Regions from separate parts of the Sus scrofa genome. Here region 2 is linked to region 1. The links are chromatin contacts, called in public HiChIP or PLAC-seq maps. All regions are on one chromosome and are shown on one strand. Each heading gives the region's core, a stretch centred on a gene start, on an enhancer-like site or on the middle of the called end of the contact. The rest is flanking DNA. Distances are from core to core; before and after follow the strand shown. Region 1 overlaps GRK5 (G protein-coupled receptor kinase 5). Region 2 overlaps GRK5 (G protein-coupled receptor kinase 5).

Region 1 (7,940 bases), core at 2,426-4,925:
CGAATGTCTGGGTTGGGAACCCATCCCTAGTCACACGCCAAGAGCCAACGAAGCTTTGCTGCAAACCAAGCACCTCAGGGCTCTCTCATTCACAACAAACCCACTCTAACTAGCTAAAGAAAAAGAGAACACCAAGATTAGGAAAGGCTACCCCAAAATCTCAACAAGAAATGATGGTGATACCACTGAAAAGCCCTAGGCATTACAAGATAACATGAGAGAAGTTCCTGTTGTGGCTCAGTGAGTTAAGAATCTGACTAGCATCCATGAGGATGTGAGTTCGATCCCTGGCCTCCCTCAGTAGGTTAAGGATCCAGTGTTGCCATAAGCTGCAGCATGGGACACAGATGCGGCTCAGATCCAGTGTGGCAGTGGCTCCGGCGCAGGCTGACAGCTGTAGCTCCAATTCGATCCCTAGCCTAGGAACCTCCATATGCCTCAGGTGCAGCCCTAAAAAGACGAAAAAAAAAAAAGAAAAAAAAAAAGATAACATGAGAAAATCTAGATGACATCAGGTTTGGCATGACCCTTTAGACACAACACAAAAACGTGATCAGAAAAAGAAAGAATAGATAAGCAGGACTTCATTAAAATGAAAAACCTCCACTCTGTGAAAGATAATGTCAGGAGAATGAAAAGATGAGCTACAGACTGGGAGAAAATATTTGCAAAAGACACATCTGATGAAGGACTGTTATCTTAAATATACAAAGAACTCTTAAAACTCAACAAGAAAACAAACAACCTAATTAGAAAAGAGGCCAAAGACCTTAACAACCACTACGTCAAAGAAGAGGTCCTGCTGTGGCACAAGGGGATCAGCGGTGTCTCTTGAGCACAGATCGAATGCAGGTTCGATCCCCGACCAGGCACAGTAGGTTAAGGATCCAGCGTTGCCACATCTGTGGCGTAGGTAGGTCACAGCAGTGGCCTGGATCCAATCCCTGGCCCGGGAACTCCACATGCCACAGGGAGGCCAAAAAAGAAAGAAACGTATACAGATGGCAAATAAGTAAATGAAAATGTGTTCCACATCTCATGTCATTAGGGAAATGCAGATTAAAATGAGACAGCACTACACATCTACCAGAATGGCCGTAATCTGGAACACCAGCACCACCCAATGCTGGTGAGGATGGAGGGCGATGGAAACTCTCACTGCTGGCGGGAAAGCAAGACGGTACAGCCACTTTGGAAGATGGTTTGGCAGCATCTTCTAAAACTAAACAGACTCTTTACCATACGACCCAGCAACTGCATTCCTTGGTACTGACCCAAAGGAGCTGAAAACATGTCCACACAAAAACCTGCACACAGCTATTTATAGCAGCTGTATTCATAAATGCCAAACCTTGGAAACAATCAAGAAGTCCTTCAGGAGGCGAATGGATAAATAAACTGTGGTCCATTCAGACAAGTGAATATTAGTCAGCACCAAAAAGAAAAGAGCTATCCAGCCATGAAAAGACATGGAGGAAACTTAAATGCATATTACTAAGTGAAAAAAAGCCAGTCTGAGAAGGCTACATACTGTTGGATTCCAACTATATGACATTTCGGAAAAAGCAAAGCTATGGAGGCAATAGAAAGATGAGCGGTTGCCAGGAGCTAGGGGTGGGGAGGGATGAAGTAGGCAGAGCACAGAAGTTTCATTTAGGGCAATGAAACTCTTCTGGAGCCTAACTAAACCATGGACTTTGTGGAATTACGATGGGTCATGTAGGTTCATCAATGGTAACAAAGGTACCACTCTGGTGGGGGGTGTTGGTAACAGAGGGGGATGAGCACAGGTAGGAGCAAGGATACATGGGAACTCTCGGTACTTCCTTTTAATTTTGTTGTGAAGCTAGAACTGCTCTAAAAAAAGTAAAATATTAAAAAAAAAGAAAACAACCAACTAAGTATATGGCTCAGCCACTCTCCCACCATCAAACAAACCCCAAAACCACAGTCAAAAAAGTTAGTGGCCAACAAAGCCTGGGGAAATAAGTCCTGCCCTATGGGTCAGAGCAGTGGCCCACCTGCACCTGTGGTCTGAGGTCCCATGCCTAAGGCACCCTCGACGGGCTGGAGAAAGCCTGGGCCTGAAGTGTTGAGGCTGGCACCCTGCCCTCAACATCCAGTAATGAGCACCACGGATTGTTCATGGCTAAATTTACTGAAAATATTTTTCAAATGGCCATATGGAGTCTGCACATTCTTGAAGTCACTCACTCCTGATCTTTACAACCTATTGTACCAAGGCAGACAGCAGAAGCCCACAATGGAGCTCCATTTGGAAGAGACCACATCGAAATCCCCTTTGTGCCACCTGTGTCCATCATGGCCTCTAATGCTACTGGGCTCAGAACAGGTGCCAGCGGATGCATCTCAAAATCACCTCTTTTGAGCTTAGGGTGCAGGGGCCAAGACCCCCTTCCAGAAATCCACAGTCTACCCATGATGGTGTAACCTCCTCTCTGACGGGGCCCTTAAAACTGGTTAACGGTACCCCCATTAATTCATTCGTGATTAATCCATTAGTTGCCCTCATATTCTGAGATGGCGAGATTGGCACGTGTGTGGTGCTGGAGAGAAGGATTTTCTCTGGTTCTGTACAAGAATCCTAAAATGCCGAGGGCGGAAAGGACACTGCAGGCTGTCAGGAGGGACCGTCACATCCCTGTCCCCCCACACCCTCGGGGACCATCCAGCTTCTGCTTGGAGCCCTCTCGGAACAGAAATCCACGCTGTCCTCGGTGGCTCAGGTCCCTCCACCATGGTCTTGCCTCCTCTCCCTCCAGTTCCAAGAGCTGGACCACAAATGACCTGGACAATCTAATGGGGTCAGGCTTTGGGAACTTGAAAGGCAGTGACCTCTGCTCCCCACTCCCCCAGCACTTCACTTTCTTCCAGGTTCTCTTGTATGACCAATGCCCTTTCAAAGGATACCGAATGCTGGCCTTTTCAGATGCGGCTCATCAGTCAGGGCAAACCCCCTACCCGCCGTGTGCTGGCTTTGTGCCAGGCCCCACCCGAGCACCTTACGAACAGGTGCAGTAAATGCTCACAGCCACCCTGTGAAAGAGGGATTTCGTGCACTCCGTTTCACAGATGAGAAACGCTCAAAGGTAAGCAGCACGTCCAAGGTCACAGGGCCGGTAAGAGCAGGCGCCGGGGTGCAAACCCAGTTCTGTTCTCATTCAGCATCTGTGCGTCCTGTGCAAGGCAGAGGCTCAGAACATTCTGAACCGTTTCTATGAACAGACAATCACCACTACATCAAAGGAGGACCACATCAACTTACAGGGACAAACACCTTGATTCCACCTCGAGGTCAGGTGGGTCTGCTGGAGAGCCTTTCCCAACAGGATCTCCGAGGAGAGCCCCCAAAACAGGGCCCAACAGACAAGCGACAAGAGCACCTGGCATGTATTAGCACCAGATGGTTTCTGAATAGTAAGTCCTTTGAGCCTTCCGCCAAGGTAGGTACTGTTTTTACAGATGAGGAAACACACAGTTCAGGTAAGCAACTTCTCAGAAGTCACAGGTAGCTGCTAGAAGTGCGAGAGCTGGGACTCAACCTCGACTACCTAGTTCTCAAACATGGGTTTCCTCCTGCCTAGTGAGAGGCCCCCTGTTGCCCTCCCTCAATGCAGCCGGCACTGAACCTCCTCGCACACACAGGCCAGCGTTGACGGCATGAGTCACTCACGCGTCCTGGACCAGCCAAGGTCTCCAGACTCATGGAGCCAGTGACTCAGTGCAGCCGCCTGGTTTGGGGCTCCAGATTTCTCTTTGTCGACTGCATGGATCTGTGTATGTTAAAAGCATGTTGACTAGAGCAAAACAAAGCAGTCAATGCGGGCAAACAAAATCTGTAGGAAACACATGGTTTCAGCAAGTCACTGGGGCAGCAAACAATAGAAAGGAAAGGCCATGAAGAAGCGCAGCAAAGAGAAACTGCCTTGCAGGTCCCGGACCTGTAGACCCCACACTTGTGCCAGCAGCTTCAGTAGTGGTGGGTAGAAGAGCCTCTACAGAGGCAAGGCCATAAATCAATCATGCATACATCAATAAAACTTTAAAAAATGGAAAAAATTTTAATAAAAAATAAAAATAACTTAAAAATAAAGAGGGGAGGCCCGTGACTGAGAGACCACAGGCCTCCGCGGCGCCTCCCTGAGTGACCAGAGCGCCTGAGGGCGTGGAGGATGTGGCAGAGCACGTGTGACCAGGGTGGAGCTTCCGGTGGAACCCTCGATCCCTCCGCCTGGCGTTCACAGAGCCGGCGCCTCCCCAGGGGCCACCGTTCTGTCTGACGGGGAGCTTAGGAAAGCGCCTGTCTGCTATTATTCAGCAACTTCTGGGTGGGTCCTGCTATTATTATTAACAAAGATAAGATTACAACTAATAATAACGCATGACATTTAAATGCATTTTGCTTCAGCCTGTCTCTCGGAAGTAGGGGAGAGTTCAAACTCCACCTTGGTATCGCTGGCGAGGCCTCGCGTGCCAGTTCACCCACACGCAGATGAGGGTTCCAGCTCTTCTTCAGAACCCAGCGATTTGGTTTTTTTCCTTTGCCAGGTACTCTGCAGTGTGAGCTGCTGGAAGGAAAATGTTTACGGTCTTACAAAAACCACCTCACTGTCTGCATGACACCTCTCAGAAGAAACAAACTTCCTCTGAAACCTCCTAGAGGCCAACCCCCCCCACCACACACACACACTCACACACACACTCACATGTGCATTCACCCAGCCTTTGACAGTCCGCAGGTGCTGTGGGCTCTGGTATGGGCAGCGTGAACCAGGCCCGCACCATCCAGCCTGGCCCAGTAAACCCACCAATGCACAATCACAAACTGGGGGGAGGGCCCTGGGGAAGGAAGGACCGAACAGGGGGCTGATGGAGCACAACGGGGCTGGTGGTCCACCAAGGAGCCCAGCGACTCAGGACGGCGAAGAAAGGCCTCCCTGAGAAGGTGGGGTTTGTGCCAAACCCTGAGGGGTGGCGAGGAATCGAACGGGTGAGGGGCAGGGAGAGGACCAGCACACACGAAGGTCAGGGAAGGAACTAACAGGAGGCTGAGCAGCAGGAAACCCGGATGGAAACGAGTACAAGGAGCAGCTGGAAGCGTGGAGGGCACAGCAGGAGGGTAAGCCGGCGGTGGGGGGGGGGCCTCCCTCCCAAGGTCAACATCCCAGCTGGGGGCTGGCAAGCTTTTGGGAGCCGGTGTCCGCGGAGAGGCCAGACAGCAGAACGCAGCAACTCCCGGGGTCCTGATCACTTCCTCCGGCTCAGCACATTCAAGTGCGTGAGGTCTCAGATCAGGGTCTGCCCACAGGGACCCCAACGACGGGCCCTGACTGCTCCGCTACGGGGCCAGCAAGTTAAGGGGCCATGGGATGCTCTCAGGAAATCCCTTCCTTGAGGACCAGGGCCTCCGGATGCCCACCTGTGCCCATTCTTCCTTCTCACAGGAAGCAGCCATGACCACACTCCATTGTTCTCGGGCAAGTCACGCCAATTGTTGGCGAACAGGCCACGCGCCACAGCAAGCAAGAAGGTGCCGGGTCTACAAACTTCCTGTGAAAAGTCCCTCTTCGTTTAGAAATGATGCTGCCTTGTTTGTACGTTTCCATTAGAGAACAAACAGAAGCCTGCCCGGAAGACATCAGGGTTATGACCACGGCCCCAGGAGGGGCCAGAACACCACGGAGACCTGGCTGCCAGGTGAGGGCTTCCCCTTTGTTATCCACTCCCAGCTCACCCAGGAGTGAGGCCAGCTGGGACCCAGGCCTCTGCGAGGGACTGACGGACCCCGCCTTCAGGTGGAGGCCTGGAGACGGGACCAGGACAGCATTCTCTAGGGACTAAAAGGACAACAGACCCCACCTGTCCCCCCATCTCTCCTCCACGTTCTGAGCTGATGAGGACAATGATGACCAAGATGACAGGGACCACACTTACTTGGCATTTATCCTGTGCCCTCTGGAGCATTTAAATCTCAACCACCCTATCACAAACCACAGAGGCTCAGGGAAATTAAATAAGTCAGCTCACATCCTCACTGGTAGAAGAGCTAGGATTCAGGCCTAGGCCAGCTGACCTTCCAACCTCAACATCACGCCCCCTCTGTACAATGAAGCGGCCAAGGGGATCTAGCTCATCGACGGGGCTGCACTAATGGAGGCGGGTCCCCAGACATCAGGACCAAGTGCTGAACCCACACATGGGGTCTGCCCAGAAGCGGAAGGAAGTGAACTTGGAACTTCCTCTATGGTGAATAAACTTTACACAGGAAAACAGTGCAACCAAAAGCAAGAAATACACTGCATTGGATTTTGTTTTGAAATAATCTGTTTCTACTTAATGAACACAAAGGCTGTTTGAAAGCTGACTCTGACAATTCAATTTTCCCATCTGCTGCTTCAGACGCAGGTGAGAGATAAACGACAAATACAAAGAATGTCTCCATCCGGGAGGGTGCGTGGGGCTGTGGGCGAGGCGGGGATGTAGGACAGGAGCGGGGCTGGTACCAGTCATCGCTACCTTGTCCTTTGCCACCTGGTGACACACCCTGTAGGTACCAAACCTGGGTGGGCTTCAGAGAGGATACTCATTTGGGGACCAGCCCAAACAAGGGCACCCTATCCTTCTCTCCCTCATGTCTGCAGAACCACTGGCTCTGGCTCTAACCCCATCCTCGGGGACCCTGTTTCCTACCAGGCAGCATCTAGGGTTCTGGGCATTCCTGGGCAGAGCGGTAGGGAGGACCCTCGTTCCAATGCCTGGGCAGTCTTCCCAGTCCACAATACCATCTGTGAGGCTATGCTGGGATGAAGCGCCATGAAAATGGTAGCTTTGAGAAGTTCCCTGGTGGCTTAGCAGTTAAGGATCTGGCATTGGAGTTCCCGTCGTGGCTCAGTAGTTAATGAATCCGACTAGGAACCATGAGGTTGCGGGTTCAATCCCTGGCCTTGCTCAGTGGGTCCAGGATCCGGTGTTGCCGTAAGCTGTGGTGTAGGTTGCAGATGCGGCTCAGATCCCGTGTTGCTGTGGCTCTGGCATAGGCAGGTGGCTACAGCTCCAATTCGACCCCTAGCCTGAGAACTTCCTTATGCCGCGGGAGTGGCCCAAGAAATGGCAAAAAGACAAAAAAAAAAAAAAAGGATCTGGCATTGTCACTGCCAGGGTACAAGTTCCATCCCTGGCCCTAGAACTTCCTCATGCTGCAGATGCAGCCAAAACAAAAACAAACAAACAAAAAACCCATAGCTTTGAACACACTCCAAGAGGCTGTCTAATCTGAGCCCTTCATTTCACGGAGAACAAAACTCAGGCCCACAGCAATTGCTGGACTTACTTGCTATAGGATCCAAGACTAGTCAAGGGGGTTTCTCCCCTTACATCACAATAGCACCTTCTTTTTTTTTTAATTTTTTTTTTTTTTGTCTTTCGTTTTTTTTAGGGCCGCACCTGTGGCATATGGAGGTTCCCAGGCTAGGGGTCAAATTGGAGCTGTAGCTGCTAATCTACACCACAGCCACAGCAACATGGGATCCGAGCAATGTCTGCAGCCTACACCACAGTTCATGGCAACGCCAGATCCTTAACCCACTGAGTGGGGCCAGGGATTGAACCCACATCCTCATGGATGCTAGTCAGGTTTGTTAACCACTGAGCCACGACCAGAAATCCATATAATAGCACCTTCTAAGAGCAGCAGGATGAGTTCAAGTTGGTTCTGCCAAACAGCTGAAAGATGATGAGTAGCTTCCCCTTGGCAGGGGCAGACCTAAGCCAGCCCCTTCTTACCTTCTCCTCTGCTCTTTCTCATCCTGATTTGTCAGTTACAAGTGTCAGTCATGTGCTGCTTGGACAGGGACAGATGCCTGACCCAAGAGACTCTCATCGCTTGACTGGTTGGTCCCTGTAGCCTGGAGAAGACAGAC
Region 2 (7,940 bases), core at 2,121-4,620, 170 kb before region 1:
GGCTCTGGGGCCCCCGGCCAGGCCTGGGGGTCTTGATGGGAAACAAGGGAGGTCTCCCAGGGCCACCCTAGCCCTGGGAACCCGAGCTGCCCTCACTCAGAGGTGCCAAGGCCCCCAGTTGGAGTGATGAGAGCTCAGGGCCCCCTCCCGCTGTCACTGCCCCACACAGGCTGTGACGGGGAGGTCCCAGGAAGACTTCACATCAGAGGCCAGTCAGAGGTGGTGGGTCAGCATGCAGGCTCTGCAGCCACAAAGACCTGGGCTGGGGTCCCAGCCGTGGTGCTTCAGCACTTTGGGAAAGTCACACATCCCCTGAGGCCTCAGTTTACTTGCCTGCATAATGGGGATAGTGGAAGCACCTGGCCAAGGGGCTGTGTATGGACGTGGCACTATAACCGCAATGATTTCTTTTATCTCACTGGTCTGGGGCTGCTGTGCTGGGACTGAGAGACAAACCCGGGCCCTGCCCTCTGGGAGTTCAAGGTTAGTCATAGGGGTCGCCCAGGGGGCTCTGAGAGCCTGGGATTCTGGAGATGAGGGCTTCATAGAGGGGATGATGCCAGGCTGGACGCAGAGGGAGCCCCCAGACTTAGAGTCCTGCTGCTGGAGGCCAGGGGTCCTGCTATTGGAGGCCGGGGGTTGCCCCCTGCCCCCTGGGTCTCCACCCCACCCCAGGGCCCAGCATAGATGTTGAGCGAAGTCAAAAGTGGTAAGTAGGTGCATAGGCTCGATCCAGGCTGGGGAGGCTACTCACATCCGGAACAAAGGGAGGATCCAACATCCCAGCTTCTAAGCGCTTGAAATTCATGTTCCTGAAGAAGGGGTGTCTTTTGACCTCTGCAGCCCCCTCCTCCTGGCAGCCCAGCCTCTGCTTTGCATCTTTGGTGAGCAGCTGTGACAGGAAAGTCCCATGAGGACACGCCTGGGGCTGTTCCTCCTGCCTGGAGGCCCGAGGGGCCGAGGGGCTTGGAGAGCCCGTAGTTATCTCCCTCTCACACGTGTCCCTGAGACCCCCGGACATCCGTCCTCTCACCTCCATGGTGCCTGCACCACTCCAGGTACCCAGTGGACACTGCCCAACCCTGCTCAGACCTCGATTCGGCCTCCTGAGCTGCGCTGTGCCTGGTGGTCCCACATTCCCAGGGTGCTCAGATGCCTGGTCCCCAGAGAGCAGGAATCCTGTTGCTCCCCACGACTGCGTGTCCAGCGCCAGTGCCTGCCTGGAGCTGGTGGGATCTCTTCTGCTCCAGGTCAGCTACGAAGGGCAAGGGCTCGTCTCTAGTTTCTCTCATTCATTTACTCAATTCACAGGTACACTGTAGCCTGGTACCCAGTAGGTCCCGAGAGAGAGGATGCTGAGGGTCTGGCCTCAGCAAAACCATGTTCAAAGGGCCCATCAAGGCAATACAGATATGACACCAAGGTGGCAGAGGAACAGGGACTGGCTGCAGGCTGGGGGACCGGGAGGCCTCCTGGGGAGGTGGCCTTTGAGACAGGCTGGCGAAGCAGGGAGAACACGCTGGAGGGACCTGCATCAGCATGAGCAGAGCAGCAGGGACGCTCAGGGTGTGCTTGGGGAACACTGGTCTTTGAGTTTGAGTGAAGGCTGAGTGCGACGGACGGCTCAGGGAGAAGGAGACTGGTGGGGGACAGGGATAGAGGGTCCTGAAGGCCAGGTCTGGAGGTGGAATTTTAATCCCAAGGTAGTGGGGAGCCAAAGATGGTTGGGGTAGACGAATATCCTCGTCACAGCCAAAAGGCAGGACACTTAATAGAGGAAGAGGCTGCAGCAACAGCCAGCCGGCCAGATGGGAGGAAGGTGTGAATGAAAGATGTGGGAGGGGGGGAAAGGGAGGGGAGGGGGAGAGGGAGGGGCGGGCCTTAGTGTGGGAGGGGCAGGGCCGCCACGCCCCTCCCCTCAGTCTCAGGCTCCAGCCCCAGCTTCTCTCTCCTGCCCCACTGAGCACTGCACCCTGTATACAGTTGCAATCTACTAAGTGTCTGCTTTGAGTATACAATCAAGATGAGTGGCCTGCCTGCACCTTGGAGGGAGTCCAGCCCTATCTTTCACCAATATTCTGGCATCCTTGGCACTTGTTCATTTAACACGCATTTGCAGCTTGCCTCAGAGCCATTGGCGGGGGGGGGGGGGGGGAGCTCCTGGGGCTTATGGTCTGGAGGGTAGCTTTGCTGGGACAGTCCCCCCCTAAAAAAAAAAACAACAACCCACTAAGGAATGAAAGGGGGCAGCAGGGCAAGCACCAGGTCACAGCCTTGAAGGGACTAAGCCATTTGGTCACTGACCACCCGGCATGTTTCACCCCAGGGCCAGCAGCTTGGGGCCTCCCTTGGCTGTCTTCCTGGGGCTTTGCTCTGCTCACAGAAATCCCAGGAGGCCATGGACCCCAAAGCCTGCAGGGGCTGGCGGCTGGCCAGACAGAGAACACAAATGAGGGCTATAAAGGAGAGAGGTAGGCTGGGTGGGCTGTGTCAGGCGGCCCATCAGCTCCTGCCAGCCAGCAATGTCGGCCAGTGTCCAGGGCTTCTACTTTTTTTGAGAGAAGCCAGAAAAATCAAAGTTTTTTAATGTGAATTCAGCCCATTTTAAAGTCTTGGCAATTAGCCTATTATTCACCTCTTTCTAAAACACTGCGCAAGCTGAAATAAATGCCCACGTACCCGCTGCTTGTTTGCAACCTGGGCATCAGGTCAAGTTGATACATTCAACATCAGGTATGGACCCGGAGAAGCGGGAGGGAGAGAAGCTGTGAGTTGAATGGGGTGCAGGCAGAGAGGGCTTCTGGTGAGAGTGAGCTGGCTACGGGGCCGGTGGGGAAGGACCAGTGCTGGGACTCAGCAAGGGCCTAAGAAAGTGGGGGCTGAGGTCTGGGCCCAGGGATTGGACCCAGGGGACAGTGCGATGAGATGCATGCGTTTCTGGATCCCAGGGGAGGGGGGTCTTGTGGCTGCCAAAATGGAATGGGGGGTGGAATCTGGGGGCGGAGGTCCAGCTTCCTTGTTGTTTGTAGCGAGGCCTTGTTCAGCAGGCGGGGCCGGAGCTGTCCGGGGCCTCCATGGTTTCCTTATAGTCAGGCCCTGCCATGTCCCAAGCTGGTGTCCCTTGGCAGTGACAGCACAAGCCTGGCTGCCAGAGCAGATGGGCTGGGGTTAAGGGTGTAGAAGAAGCCAAGACCAGAATCTCAAGACTCCAGGGTCATTTGTAAGGAGACAGAACAAGGCCAGAGGCCTCCTAAGGTTCTTCTCGCTGAGAAAGATAAGGGGACCTTGGTCTGACACTTGCACCCACAGGCTGAGGTCTGCCTGGAACCCCAGGCTCAGCTGTCGCCTTTCCTTCAGTGACCACCAGGAGGCAGCAGAGGAGCAGCAGTGCCCCTGGTCCTGGAGCGCCAAAGCCGATGACTGTGGGCAGGGAGGGGGCCCTCTGTGGCTCTCTGTCCTCTCAGCATGTCCACGTTGCCATTGAGGATCTCTCAAGACCTGCTTCTCTGAATTCCTGACCCTGACCTGGGACAACTGGGGATGCTCTGACCTTCTTCCACCCCTCACCCAATTAGGTCCCACTGGATAGATGTCTGGTTGCGCCGTCACCAGGTATTGTTGCCTTCCCCCCACCCCAGTTTTCAAGCATCGCTAGGACCCCACGTGTCCATGTACCTGCCTTTTGCTGCCTTGCTCCTCTTGTGCCCCCAGCCCCAGCTCTGGCCGCTGTGAAACCCTGTTTTCTTAGAGGCGCCCCAGCTGCAGGCAAGTGCCCAGCTGCAGGCCGGCCCTCATGGTCTGGGTGTGTGTTTGCCTGTGTACACGCCATCCTCCCTCAGGGTCTCACACACACACATGCAAATGACAGCTCTATGTTCGGTTCCTCTCCCTTAGGAAGTGGTCAGGCGGCAGCTCGGCCCAAGTCCTTCTTCCCCGCCTCTGTGACATCAGACTGAGGCTGGTAGAGAAAGCAGTCCGGCAGGGGCAGATGGCTTTAGGAGGGCAGACTTCTGGGCAGGGGGAGCTATGCCAGGTGGCTCCTGGGCCCCTAGCAGTGCAGCCTCTGGTCTTCTAGAAGCAGGAACTTCACTACTTTTAATCAGATCCCTGGGCTGCCCTTCTGTGATTCCAGCCTGATTGTTTATGCACAGGATTCAGACATGGGGGAGGGAGGGCAGACCCCAGGGCCAGCGGCCTCTGCTGCTCCCATGCAGTGTGATCCAGGGACAAGAGGTGCCCCGCACCAGTGCTCAGTCCCTTCCTGTCCCTGTGTGGCTGGCATTAGAGGGCAGCTGCCTATGGTGGGAGTGCCAGCACAGCTGGACCTGTACCAGAGGGAGGGGGCCCAGGGGGCACAGGTGGGAGCCCGAGAGCCAGGCAGGAAGGGAAGGGGCCCACCTGGGTTGGTGGGAGGGGCCGCAGTCACTCACTGACTCTCTCCCAGCTCCCCCGTTTCTTTTTCTGGCCTCCGCATGCAGTGGGTTGATGTGGGATCTCAGTTCCCAAACTAGGGATTGGACCCAGGCTGTAACAGGGAAAGCACCAAATCCTAACCACTAGCCCACCAGGGAACTCCCCCTCCCAGCTCCACTTTTGATGGCTCCTGTCACTCCTTCCTCTATCTGGCTTCTAAACCCTCAGTCTGGCTCCACCCAATGAGCCTGTCTAAAGGTCACTCCCCAAGGGAGCCCTGCTTGTGGTCAGACCAATTCACTGTCCATGGATGCTGTCATGCAGGACCCCAGCAAGTGTGACCAACATCCACGTACTGGGTAGAAAACTCGATTATAAGACGTTCGAAGACTGAAACTATCACCCTGCTCCCCAAACCTGCAGCCTCTGGCCTCAAGCCAGCACCCAGAGATCCAGAGCTGGAGGGAGCAGGAGGCCCAAGGTCAACGGTAGGAGCTGCCTGAGGTCCCTTTGCATCTTGAGGACCAGCTGGGGTCATCCCCTTTCTCCCCCATGCTGACTTCCCCAGAGAGCTGGATGGGATGATGTCACCCACTGCTCATCACAGTCCCCCCTCTCATCACTGGGCCACCCTGCTCCCCACCCCCCAGGCCATCACCGCCTGCTCCCTGGCCTGCTGGCTTCACGGCCCGCACCCTAGTGTGCCCCGGCCCTGCCCCCTCGGCCTGTTTGCCGTTCTCGGTTAAGGGCAGGAAGGGGAGCCAGCACTGGACACCCGGCCCAAGGGCAGCGACTGGTTCACCGGGAGCTCACCATTTTGCAGATGGACTTGGCCTCCTCGGAGAACTTGTGCGAGTACACCTCCTCCGTCTCCAGGACCCGGCGGTCCACCTCCTCCCTCTTCACCTTCTCCTTGCGGCCGCGGAAGGGCGACTGGCCCTCGATCATCTCGTAGATGAGGCAGCCCAGGCCCCAGTAGTCAGGGCTCAGGCCATACCTCTGGTTGTTCAGGACCTCCGGGGCTGGGGGCAGAGCAGGGGGCCGAGAGAGGTGAGAGACAGGCGCATGGGGCCAGGGCTGTGACTCACACCAGCGGGGCCTCAGGATGTCCTGCAGCCAGCAGTGACGGTGCTGCCTGGAGCTTCGTGGCTGAGACCTCTTGGCCCTGCTGCCTCCTCCCCACCAACGGCTGTAAACACCGCCTCTTCCGGGGAGCCTGCCCTGGTTGCTCTCCACTGTGCTCCCAACAGACTCTGTGGATTTAGAAGCCTGAGCGCAGCGGATGAAAACACCCTGGTCCCTTGATGTCCCCCCAACAGAATGTGAGCCACATGATTCTCCATGGTGCCTGGTAACAGGGGTGACACCTGGCACACAGCAGATACCGCCCACGTATGCGTTTCCATGAGTGCAGGTGTGTCCACCCAAAGTAAAGATGATTTTAAATTTATCTGGAGTTCAAACAGCTTCTCAATATGACATCCCTAACATTTGGATAAAATGAATCATAGATTCACCAGGGAAGTGCAAAAAAGATAGTTTCAGGTCATGAGGCAGACCATACACATCCAGGGAGGCAAATGCACCCGCACGTGCTGGTGTGCACACGAAAGAGGCTATACCAACACTCTGCAAGAGGGTGCACGATGTGCAAGAGAGTACAACACTCTGTGCACAGAGGTGCACGATGGAGCTGTCACCCACCTGTCACCCAATCACCCATTATCCATCCACCCACCCATTTACTCATCCATCCTCATCCATTCATCAGCATTCACATGGGTAGACAAACCCCCCACATACCACAAATACCCCACAAGTTCCACATGGCATGCAATCTGAAAAGAACCCTTGAGAACCAGAGACCAAGTCCAGAAGCCTGAGCATGTGTTGCTGGCACAAGCCCGGTAGAGGACAACAATGTCCTCAGCCCCCAGAGCTTCTGGAGCCCCTCACCTCCTGGGGTGGGCGGAGGTGTATGAAGTGTCCAGGAGGAGGCCCAGGCGAGGTCCCTGTTTGGAAGGGGGACCCTGGGGGACCACTGTAGCTCTGGCGCCCATCCCTGCAGACCCCAGGATGATGGTCTCAGAGGTGCTCAGGGGATGCAGGGCAGGAAGCCAAGGCGGGTCTCTACTTAGAACGGTGCTTTGAGGAGTTCCCGTCGTGGCGCAGTGGTTAACGAATCCGACTAGGAAACATGAGGTTGCGGGTTCGGTCCCTGGCCTTGCTCAGTGGGTTAACGATCCGGCGTTGCCGTGAGCTGTGGTGTAGGTTGCAGACGCGGCTCGGATCCTGCGTTGCTGTGGCTCTGGCGTAGGCCGGTGGCTACAGCTCCGATTCGACCCCTCACCTGGGAACCTCCATATGCCGCGGGAGCGGCCCAAAGAAATAGCAAAAAAAAGACCAAAATAAATAAATAAATAAATAAAGAAAGAACGGTGCTTTGTGACACAGAAGGGGGTGTGCTCCTCTCCCTTCTGGGCCCGTCCTAATGATCTCCCTACTCTGTCATCACCGTAAAAGGCTGTCTGCCAACTGACGGGACACCTCCTTCACCTCCGCCCAGGCAGTGCTGTGTGCTGGCTCTGCTCCTGACCCCAGGAGGGGCTTGGCTTTGAGACACAGCAGGGACTGTGGGGGTGGGCCACAGAGAGCTCAGTGCAGTCAAGTTGCACCCTGGGCCCCAATGCTCCCCCAGCCTTGGCTGAGACCTCCCACCTCCTACCACGACCACTTCTGCTACGAGGTACACAGAGAAGCCAGCGGCTCTGTGTGCCGGGCTGGGCAGGGGCCGCACCCACACTCACCCATGTAGCCGACGGTGCCCACCCGGCCTCGGATCAGGTCGCCCTCGGGGATCTTCACAGCCAGGCCCAGGTCCGAGATCCTAATGTGGCCTGAGTAGGGACAGCAGAGTCAGTGAGTTCCTGGGATGGTTGTGTGGACATCTACCTACACCAGGCAGGGCTCCAGACGTGCCATGTGTGGGCCACCCATCCCAGGAAGAGTGGTACCTAATCTGCCATCGCTGGGTGACTATAGACCCTTGGGACAGTCCAGGTATCAGAGGAGAGGGATAAATTATTGTTTTTTTAGGAGAAAAACTTAAAGATGCAAAAGGACGCCTGGCTTTGGTTGGACGATGGCTGACCTGCCTCATAAAATGCCCTAATGGGCTTCTTGGAAGGCTGAGGTCACAGAGTTTAAAGTGCCTTGGCCCAATTCTGGGATTGCTTCATGGGAAAATGTGAGATTCTCCTGACATTTAGCAACACTTTGCTTGAGGGGAAAAATCATAAAACAGTTTGGGAAGCAGCTCCCTACTCTGCCTTGCTGCTCTTTGGAGGTTGTTTGTTTTCTCCCTTTGGAGAAAGAGAAGATGCCCCTGGGTCCAGCAGAGACAGGGAGATGGGACGAGGGTTCCCAGGTCAGCACTGACCCCCAAAGGCAGTGACGCAGTGCTGAGAGTTTGCCTCACCCAGCAGTGGCCTCATCTGACCCCCAGGAAGGAACAATGACCCCCTTCC

Evidence for each region. HiChIP or PLAC-seq counts read pairs in DNA pulled down with a chosen protein or histone mark.
Region 2: an H3K27ac HiChIP or PLAC-seq map of alveolar macrophages shows a contact between it and region 1. The contact joins two enhancer-like sites. A contact is called at or near these places in 3 of 47 Hi-C or Micro-C datasets (brain and skeletal muscle) and 1 of 2 datasets of contacts at active chromatin or transcription factors (alveolar macrophages).

The regions. Positions count from the first base shown.
Region 1 is chr14:129,167,101-129,175,040 of Sscrofa11.1, reverse strand. The region is part of intron 1 of GRK5 (G protein-coupled receptor kinase 5); the gene reads right to left. Among named protein-coding and RNA genes, the nearest start is that of GRK5, 57 kb to the right of the region's middle. Within about 2 kb of position 3,675, at least 33 of the 83 cell types and tissues checked have an H3K27ac peak or open chromatin away from gene starts, as enhancers often do. A contact at or near this core is called in alveolar macrophages, where this site is marked.
Region 2 is chr14:129,335,296-129,343,235 of Sscrofa11.1, reverse strand. It overlaps GRK5 (G protein-coupled receptor kinase 5), which reads right to left. Exons shown (of 16, transcript XM_001928584.6): 11 at 7,221-7,310; 12 at 5,227-5,435; 13 at 755-892. Among named protein-coding and RNA genes, the nearest start is that of RGS10, 85 kb to the left of the region's middle. Within about 2 kb of position 3,370, at least 8 of the 83 cell types and tissues checked have an H3K27ac peak or open chromatin away from gene starts, as enhancers often do. A contact at or near this core is called in alveolar macrophages, where this site is marked.